3 separate regions of the Sus scrofa genome follow, and regions 1 and 2 are each linked to region 3. A link is a contact called in public Hi-C and HiChIP or PLAC-seq data. All regions are on one chromosome and are shown on one strand. The core of a region is the stretch at or near the end of the contact, and the rest is flanking DNA. Distances in the headings are between cores, read along the strand shown.

Region 1 (2,908 bases), core at 93-2,592, 150 kb before region 3:
AGTCAATCCAGCTGCCCCTAGTTTGACATCTGCTTCCTCAGCTCAGCGGGGCTCCAGCTGGCTGTACCCCAAGGAGATGGAGACTAGAGGTTGTGGGGCTCCACCCCAATGTTCCCTCCTCTCTGGGATTACAGTCTGCCTCTTCCTATGGTCTCATATATCAATGCCCACTTTCTTTTCTTTTCTTTAGGCTTTTTAGGGCTGCACCCGTGGTGTATGCAAGTTCCCAGGCTAGGGGTTGAATCCGAGCTACAGCTGCCAGTCACCACACAGCCACGGCAATGCGGGATCCCAGCCACGTCTGCAACCTGCACCATAGCTTACGGCAAAATGCTGGATCCTTAACCCACTGTGTGAGGCCAGGGATCGAACTGGCATCCTCATGGATACTAGTCAGATTCACTTCTGCTGTGCCTCCACGGGAACTCCTACCTGCCTTATTCTGTACTGGTTCCTCTATTGTAGCTGGACGCCGAAGCCTTATTTGTCTTATTTGGGAGGGTGGTCCATGTAGTGAAGTCTCAAAGAATCACTCCTTTTTTTTTTTTTTCTGCTGCCCTCTAATAATGATAGACACATTTATAGGAACTAAGAAATGTGCAGAAGGGAGCTTATGGAAAGAGTGCCTCTCCATCAGTGGAGAATAAAACTCACCAAACTAGATCCTTGTGTGTTATCTGTGCCATCTCCCTCAGAGCAGGGCACTGAGTGAAATCATCCCGGAAGCTCTTGGAGGGTTTAGCGTGAAGAATCAGGGTCTTGTGCGACCACTTTCAGCTGCGAGGTAGCTAATGGCATCATCTCCTCCCGAAGGTACAGCAGAAGCCACGGTGTGATCTGAAGGTTGTCTTGCTGATGGAATCGGCCTGGGGAGTTGAATGAATGGTTAACCACAGCCATCTAGGCCAGCCTGATGTATCCAGTTCATAACAGAGTCTTCCCAGAGGGATCGTAGATACAGAAGGTCTCCGTACTTCCTGTATCGGGAGGCACCCGAGGGATGTAAAAAATTAATAGATACCGTAATGAGAGGTGGGAAGCCAGCAGGGGGCGCTCTCGCATCCCCGCAAGGAGAGTGGAGCCCAAGAGCAAGGGGAAAAAAAAGACTCCTCTTTTCTAGCAAAGCCTCAGCCAATGAAAAGCCTCCGACCCTTTGTTTACACTCGCCCTCCCAACTCCCTTTTCCTCTCTATAAGAGCGACTGCCCGCCTTTGCCTTGCAGGGACTGGCACACAGCTCGCCATGGTGGCCAATCCCAAATTGCAATTCTCTGTTGACCCCCCGAATAAACCCATCTTTGCTGGAAAAGTATCTGGCCCTCTGTTTGTTTCAGGTCGAGAGAACAATTCCTTTGGAACAGGAACTACTTAGAGGTGGTGACTAAAACTCATCCTTCCCTGTACAGCCCTGGGATAGGAAGCGTTGGCTACCCTGACATTCCTTTTGCCTTGCCTGGGGACCTTTGCTTATCTCTGCTCTGGTCCCTTATAGGTGACCTGAGAGTGGAGATCACAGGTGGCAACCTCGGTTTCCTCATTTCAGGGTCTGTAAGGAGCTTCTCTCTGCAGCTCCATTTCTTTGCTGTGTTCTAAGGCTACCTCTCTGGTCTATCTCGGAATATTCCGTTACAGACTATCTCATCCAGGCTGTCCTGCCTTCTTTGTACCCTAAGGATGCAGCACTCTTTTCTGCCCCTGGCTGAAGGAGATACTGTATATGAAATTCCTCTTCCGAATGAGTGGTTGGACGCTGCTCCTTCCGTCTAATGACTCTGCAACACTAAGCTGATACGTCCTTTTCACATTTCACAATTGCACAATCATTGGATTCTTTGGAGAAGCCCTAGCTCTGTTTGGTTCTGCAAAATCCAAGTCTGTTTGACAACTGGAAGGCATTTGACAGAGAAAGCGCTGCAAAATCTATATGACTTTGCTAGGGCTCAGTAATGATAAAAATTCACCATCTCACAGTTCTGGAGGCCAGAAATTCCAGATGGTGTCCAAAGGGTTGGTGCCTTCTGAAGGCTCTGGGGAAGAATCTGTTCCCTGCTGCTCTGCCAGGGTGTGCTGTTTTGCCAGGGCGCTTGGCACACTCCATCTCCTCCGTCATGCTCCATGGCGTTCTCACTCTGTGCTTGCCCTGCTAGATCGCATGGCCATGTCTGAAGCATCCTCCTGCCGCCAGCATTCCAGTGGTGTCTTTCTTTCCCTCCACAGGTAATGAAGAGGAGTCCCCCAGGGCTCGGGAAGTCTACAGAAATAGTTGGACTGAGATTCGATGAAGCTTCAGTGTAATGTGGGTGGATGTGCCCTGGACTTGGAACAAAAAGCCCTGGGCCCCTCTGTGTGACTTCACGGATCAATACCCTCATCTGCCAAGTGAAGGAAGTGACACAGGCAGCTTCTTAAGGTCCCTCTGGCATTAACCAACAATTCTTGCAGCCACTGGGGCATCAAGCTGTGATCTCTGCATCTAGAAAGGAGCCCTATGCTGTGTGTCCTTTAGGAGGCAGTGACAGTCTGTGTTTGGATCCACTGCCTTTTTTTTTGGTTTTTGTCTTTTTTTTTTTTTTTTTTTTTTTTTGCCTTTTCTAGGGCTGCTTCTGTGGCATATGGAGGTTCCCAGGCTAGGGGTCCAATCGGAGCTGTAGGCACCTGCTTACGCCAGAGCCACAGCAATGCAGGATCTGAGCCTCATCTGCGACCTACACAGCAGCTCATGGCAACGCCGGATCCTTAACCCACTGAGCAAGGCCAGGGATCGAACCTGCAACGTCATGGTTCCTAGTCGGATTCGTTAACCACTGCGCCACGATGGGAACTCTGGATCCACTACCCTTTGAGCAGGATGTCTCACCTTATTAGAAGTCAGTTAATGAAAGAAAAAAAAAAAAAAAAGAGGGGGTGGG
Region 2 (3,042 bases), core at 126-2,625, 150 kb after region 3:
GGAACCATGAGGTTGTGGGTTCGATCCCTGGCCTCGCTCAGTGGGTTAAGGATCCAGCATTGCCGTGAGCTGTGGTGCAGTTCGCAGACACAGCTCGGATCTGGCATTGCTGTGGCTGTGGTGTAGGCCAGCAATTGCAGCTCTGATTTGACCCCTTGCCTGGGAACCTCCATGTGCTGCGGGTGTGGTCCTAGAAATAATAAAATAAAATAAAAAATAAAATAAAAAGGATGCTGAAGGCACCACTGGCACTGTGTCCAACACTCAAAGAAATAGTACACTAGGCCTTCTAATTGTTCCCACTCGTCCTTCACAGGGTTCTTTCTAAAACATAAGGGACTTACAGCATCAAGATCTTTCATGCTGATTCCCAACTTAACTTTACACTCTTAGAATCGAAGAGAAAGGCTGGTCTAAGGACCGCCCTGTCTCACTTTTGCTCGGCGGTGCCTTCCTCCCACCATCCTGAAGCCCTTTTCTTCAATGTCCGTCTCACCTAGTTCTCACCTGCGAATGGCGGTGGCCTTGAACCCAGGCACCAGCACTCACCACCTCGGTAATACCATTATGTCACTTAGTCTGTGACGTTACTAAGCCATTTAGGTTTGGTTTTCTCATCTATCAAGTATGGGAACCATGCCTGCCTTGCAGAATTACTGTCAGAGTTAACTGAGGTACCAGACAAAAACCCCTCCAACAAACGCTAGGTGCTCTATAAAAATTCCCCCTCCAGAACCCACTCGATCCTTCGGTTCAGGCCCCAACCTATCTGCTTTGCTAGAATGTGTACCCAGGAGCCAGTGCCTCGTTAGCCGAGTATCCCACCACCGAGGCCGACAAAGGCAGGAAGGAAAGGAATCTGGACAAGTGCAGTTCCAAAACTGTCTCTCCTCCAGCACCTAAGTCACCATACAAAACGACTCCAGGAGGTGGGAGTTATTATCCTTCTTCTACAAATGAAGAAAGAGGCTCGGGGGTTCAGCGACTGGCCCCAGGCTCACAACGGAAAGTGGCGGGCCCGCCAGATGGCGAATCCCGCGCTCCCTCCGTCCGGCGCACGGCAGCGGCCGGCCTTCTCCAGCACCCGGCGCAAAGCGGGCCCGCCGCTCTCGAGGCGCTTCCCGCGGGTCTCACCTGGCCTCTGGGACGTGAAGCCTCGGCAGCTGGCGATTGCTCCTGTGTGGCCCAGGGCCGACCTCAGCCCAACTCGCTCCTCAGCCGCGGGTAGCCTCTCGCTCCGCCGCCTTCCAAAGCCCGCGCTCCCGTCACATGACCTACCGCGGCGCACAGCCTCCTGGGAAGTGTAGTACAGGCCCCGGAGCCCTCGGCCTGCTTCTCTCAAGACAAAGACTCCAGCCAGGGTGAACAGGCTCGCTCAGCGACCCGACCCTACCCTTCTCCACCACTTGTTCCCACTCCACCCCGGGACCCCGCCGGCCCCAGATCCCGTTGCCGCCCCCCACCACAGGACTACAAATCCCACAATGCCACTCGCGCAGCTGCGCTTCCTCTTCCGGCTGAACTGCGCGCCTGCTCCTGCCGACGTGTTCTTCCGGTGGCGGAACGGCGGTTTACCCTGTGCCCGGCAAAATGGTGAGAGGATTGAGAGGTGTTTCCCACAGGGCTCTGGGGACCCCTCGGGGCTCGCCCCACAGCCGGTTTCTCTCGCAGAGGCCTCAGGCGCCCGAGGTCCAGAGGGCGGGAGGCTCCTGGATCCTTCGGCTTGGGCTGAGGGGCGGGGAAGGGAAGCCCCTTGCCGTAGACTCCGTAGGCTGTGGTTTTGATCTCACTAGGTTTCAGATCTCCCGATTTAGAAGCGTGGGGTGCATTTTAAAAACCTTGGAGTTTTGATTTCTGTGACGTGTATCTGGAAAGTTTTTCCCCCCTGTGGAACTCGTGCTTATCCTACACGGCCCTGGGCAAATGTCACCTTCTTGATGAAGCACTTCCAGCTGTCTCGGGCACTTGTCCCCTCTCTCCTGGGAGCTCCCACAACCTATGTACCAGCCTTTTGCCACGTGTCATGTACTTCTTTGTTATCTGCCACGCCTACTAGTGACCACCAGCTGACGTGCCTCTAGCCCTGGGATGATGTCTATTCATCTTTGTATTCCCAGTGCCAAACACGGGGCCTGCAATTGGAGGGTCAGTCAATGGCAGCGATTGTCTTTATCATTTGGGGGGGTGGGGGGACATACATGTTTACTGAATTGAATTCCAGTGTCTCTTAGAACAATGGGGTCAATTTACTTCTCTAGAGTTGTTATGTTCTGGATTTTAGAAGCGTTGGGCGGTGGGTGACAATGGGAGTTAACATTTGTGCAGAACTTTACGTTTTACAGCCCTCTTTCACAGGCATTATCTCATAATTTGCTCTCTAACCTTGGGAAGGAAACAAAAAGCCATTAAGCAACTACTCCATGCCAGGCAGTGAGTTAGAGGCTGTGACGTTTGTCATCTGCCTTAAATCATACATCAACCTTGTGAGAGAGAGATTATTATAATCCCTTTACTGAGACTCATGTTTACTCACTAGAGCCAGAATTATAACTTAGGTCTTTTGCCTGTAGATCTCAAGATTCCTTACTAGTGCAGGAGTTGAGATCAGGGTACCAGTCCAGTTCTGTCTTCCAGCAAGGATTCTTAGCTTGATACCTACAGACATGGGTCCATAAAACTTCTCAAACCATAAGCAAAATTACAAATTCCCCCGTAGTGGAGCGGGCTGCGAAGCTGGAGTTGCTGCCACTGCAGAGAGAGTTCAGCCCCTGGCCCGGGAACTTCCACATGCTGCTGGTGTGGCTAAAAAGAAAAAGAGCTTTGGAGTTCCTGTCGTGGCTCAGTGGTTAACAAATCTGACTAGGAACCATGAGGTTGCAGGTTCGATCCCTAGCCTCGATCAGTGGGTTAAGGATCCGGTGTTGGCGTGAGCTCTGTAGGTCGCAGACATGGCTCAGATCCCGCGTTGCTGTGGCTCTGGTGTAGGTCTACAGCTACAGCTCTGATTTGTCTCCTAGCCTGGGAACGTCAATATGCCACAGT
Region 3 (2,942 bases), core at 2-2,501:
AGCCCACCTGTCCCATGAATGTTAGTGACAATGATGTCCTGCAAGTTGTTAAACCAAGATACAAATGTTAGCACATCAGAAAACGATACTTAGGTTTCTCAAATTGTGTTCCCCAGGCCGGCACATCCGCCTCACCCCATCAGCATCACCTGGGAACTTGCCAGAATGCAATCTTGGAGTACCCTGGTGGCCTAGGGACAAAAGGATCTGGCATTGTCACTGCCGTGGCTCAAGTACTATCCCTGGCCTGGGAACTTCCACATGACACTGGGTGCAGGAAAAAACAAAACAAAAACAAAACGCCATTCTTCATGCCCCCCAAAGCAAACCTGCTGGCTGAGTGCCATCTGGGCGTGAGTCTAGTAGTCTGTGTCCTCACAGGCCCTAAAGTCTTGATTCTGATGTTCAATCCAGCTTGACACCTGCTGCCCTGTAGCATAACCATAGCCTGATTTCATTCCATGTTGGCTGTGAATTCTTAATTTTTAGGAACAGGTATCTTTGTCTCAAAAACAAGGGTAGGGGAGCAACCGACACTCTCAAAAGGATTTTAGGACAAAATAGGGGAGGGTACTATCAGGAGCAAGCCAGCCAGCCCAGCATCGTCATCTGGTGAACGGCGGCACCCCACTCCCCTGCCCCTGCTCCCCTTTCGCCCCACGGGCCACCCCGCCTCATCCTCAGCCCTGCAGTCCTGACCGCAGGAAGACCACCGACCTCCACACAGTCCCCCGGGGGTGGGGGCGGTCAGGCCAATAACCTCAGCCCCGACGGGGCAAGCTCGCTGTGCCGATGCTGGGGACGCATGGTCTGAGAGCTGGTGACGGTCACCCCGAGGTAGTGTCCCCACCTCCCCCGTGCGCTCAGAATGTAACGTTGTCGGAGGCGCGGCGGCACGCCCATCATTTGCAGACTCTGGGCCCGCAGCGGGCGGGCGCGGCCGGCACCGGCACAGCGGCGTGGGCTTTTCATCCTTCTGACCCCGCCCCGCCCCGCCGGGCGCGAGCCGGGTTGCGGACCGTGCCCCCCACCGGCCGGGGCGTGGTGGCCGCGGTGCCTCGCGGGCGGGGAGCGCCCGCCTCGACGCCGCCCTCCCCGCCCGCCCCGCCGGAACGCGGCGCAGCCAATGGGGGTCGAGTCGCTGCGCGGGGATTGGGGCAGGCGCGCGGCCGGCGGCGGCGGCGGCGGCGCGGGGGCCGGGGCGCGGGGAGGGGGCGAGGCGAGCGCTGTCAGCGCGGTTATAAGGGCAGGAAAAGTTGCCCGCGGAGAGCCGGGCAGGCGCACGCTCGTACGGCGGCCGCAGCGGCAGGGCGGGGCCGCGGAGCAGCGGGTGGCGGCGGAGGAAGTCCCGGAACGCGACCTCGCTCCCCTCGGGGTCTCGCTTGGGCCTCGGCGGGGTCCCGGGATCGCCAGGACTTTTGCACGCAGCCATGGGCGGCGTCGGGGAGCCCGGCGGGAGACCCGCGCAGCTGGGGGCGCCGCTGCCCACCTTCCGCTGGGAGCAGATCCGCCCGCACAACCTGCCGGGCGACAAGTGGCTGGTCATCGAGCGTCGCGTCTACGACATCAGCCGCTGGGCACAGCGGCATCCGGGGGGCAGCCGCCTCATCGGTCACCACGGCGCGGAGGATGCCACGGTAAGGCCGCCCACCGCGGGCGGGGCGGAGTCTGGCGCTCGGTGGGGCCTGGTCGTGGGCACCGTGTCCTGCTCCACCCGCGGGGTCTTAGCATTCCCCCCTGCTCTCGCTGACCTTTGACCTCCCGGCCGGGGACCCAGATGTGGGATGGACGAGCCGGGGCCTGATGGGGAGTAACGAGGCCACTTCCCAGCATGGAGAAGCCGCACGCCGGGCCGTGGACCAGGGCTGGGCTGGAGCACATCTGTGTGGGAGGAAGGGGCTCTCGGAGGTGGGTGTGTCATGGCAGAAAGAGCTTGATGCCCCAGGTGAGGGTCTTCCCTGATGCTCTGAGGTTCCTCCTCTCGGTTCTGGGTGCCCCCAGACCAGGTTCCTCATGCTGGATGCTTGCTGGATGCCAGAGGTAGGGCGGGTTCCCCGGAGGCTGGCAGGGATGTGCCATCAGAGGCTAGAGGCTGGGCAGCAAAGCTTGGGCAGGGCCTCAAGGTCTGTGGCTTTCCCAAAAGCTGCTGTAAATGGCCGTGAGGGGCGGTGACTCACCTCTCCTGGGCTGGCCGCTGCATGTGGGAGAATTTTGCCAGTCAGGCTGGGTGGGCCTCTTTGGGAAGGCCCAGTCATCCCAGGAACAGGGTGGCCCCTGTAGACCCCAACTTCCCCTTTCCAGCCATGTCTAGACATGTCATGGTCAAGGAGGAATGTGGCCTGTCCAGGGGGACATCTGGCAGAGCAGCTCTCAGGACGTGACTCCTCATCAGCCCCTTTTCCCACCGTTCCCCACCTAGACAGTAGGACTCAGGGCCAGGATACACTGGCCTTGACCATCCAGAATCCTAGGTCGGTCCCACTGGGTACCAAGAAGAAGGTCTTCGAGATTCCAGGGGATGAATCCCTAACGGGTGGAACTGTAGGAAGCAAAAGAAATTGGGTCCCATCCCAGGAGGGTCCGTGTCCCTGGTACCAGGACCTTCTGCCATGAGTTGGCGCCTGAAAGGTTGGGGTCAGAAGCCTCCCGAAGCTCTAGATCCTGACAGAGAAAGCCTTGTGCGTGGAGCTCAGGGCCCAGGCAGTCGGAGCGGACCGTGGGCTGGTGACCATGTTCGGGCCTGTACGGGTGGCAGATGCTAAGCATATCTGCGTGCGTGGCTATACATGTGTGCATTGCTGCCAGGGTGTAGGGGGCATAAGGTTCCAAGGCCCCATCCTCCTCGGCCTGGCCGAGCCCCAGCCACCCCTCCAGGAGCCTGGGGGTAGCTGCTCTGGCCTTTGTTCTTTTTTCAACCTCTGACCTGTAGGCCAGGGTGGAGG

What was found. A called contact is a pair of places that touch in the nucleus more often than the background predicts. HiChIP or PLAC-seq counts read pairs in DNA pulled down with a chosen protein or histone mark.
Region 1: a contact with region 3 is called in a Hi-C map of undifferentiated spermatogonia, with 2.2 times the contacts expected there. The contact joins the enhancer-like site here to the promoter of FADS3 in region 3. A contact is called at or near these places in 2 of 5 promoter capture datasets (fetal skeletal muscle and liver) and 5 of 47 Hi-C or Micro-C datasets (blood, embryonic fibroblasts, liver and 1 more).
Region 2: a contact with region 3 is called in an H3K27ac HiChIP or PLAC-seq map of alveolar macrophages. The contact joins the promoter of FEN1 here to the promoter of FADS3 in region 3. A contact is called at or near these places in 1 of 5 promoter capture datasets (fetal skeletal muscle), 6 of 47 Hi-C or Micro-C datasets (embryonic fibroblasts, fetal heart ventricle, psoas muscle and 2 more) and 2 of 2 datasets of contacts at active chromatin or transcription factors (alveolar macrophages and skeletal muscle).

What each region holds. Positions count from the first base shown.
Region 1 is chr2:9,455,884-9,458,791 of Sscrofa11.1, forward strand. No RefSeq gene overlaps it. Among named protein-coding and RNA genes, the nearest start is that of INCENP, 12 kb to the left of the region's middle. Within about 2 kb of position 1,343, at least 15 of the 83 cell types and tissues checked have an H3K27ac peak or open chromatin away from gene starts, as enhancers often do. A contact at or near this core is called in undifferentiated spermatogonia, where this site is marked.
Region 2 is chr2:9,755,488-9,758,529 of Sscrofa11.1, forward strand. It overlaps FEN1 (flap endonuclease 1), which reads right to left and starts at 1,376. Exons shown (of 2, transcript XM_003122627.5): 1 at 1,135-1,376. It overlaps TMEM258 (transmembrane protein 258), which reads left to right and starts at 1,483. Exons shown (of 4, transcript XM_003122626.6): 1 at 1,483-1,593. The coding sequence starts at 1,591.
Region 3 is chr2:9,606,421-9,609,362 of Sscrofa11.1, forward strand. It overlaps FADS3 (fatty acid desaturase 3), which reads left to right and starts at 1,252. Exons shown (of 12, transcript NM_001206434.1): 1 at 1,252-1,637. The coding sequence starts at 1,431.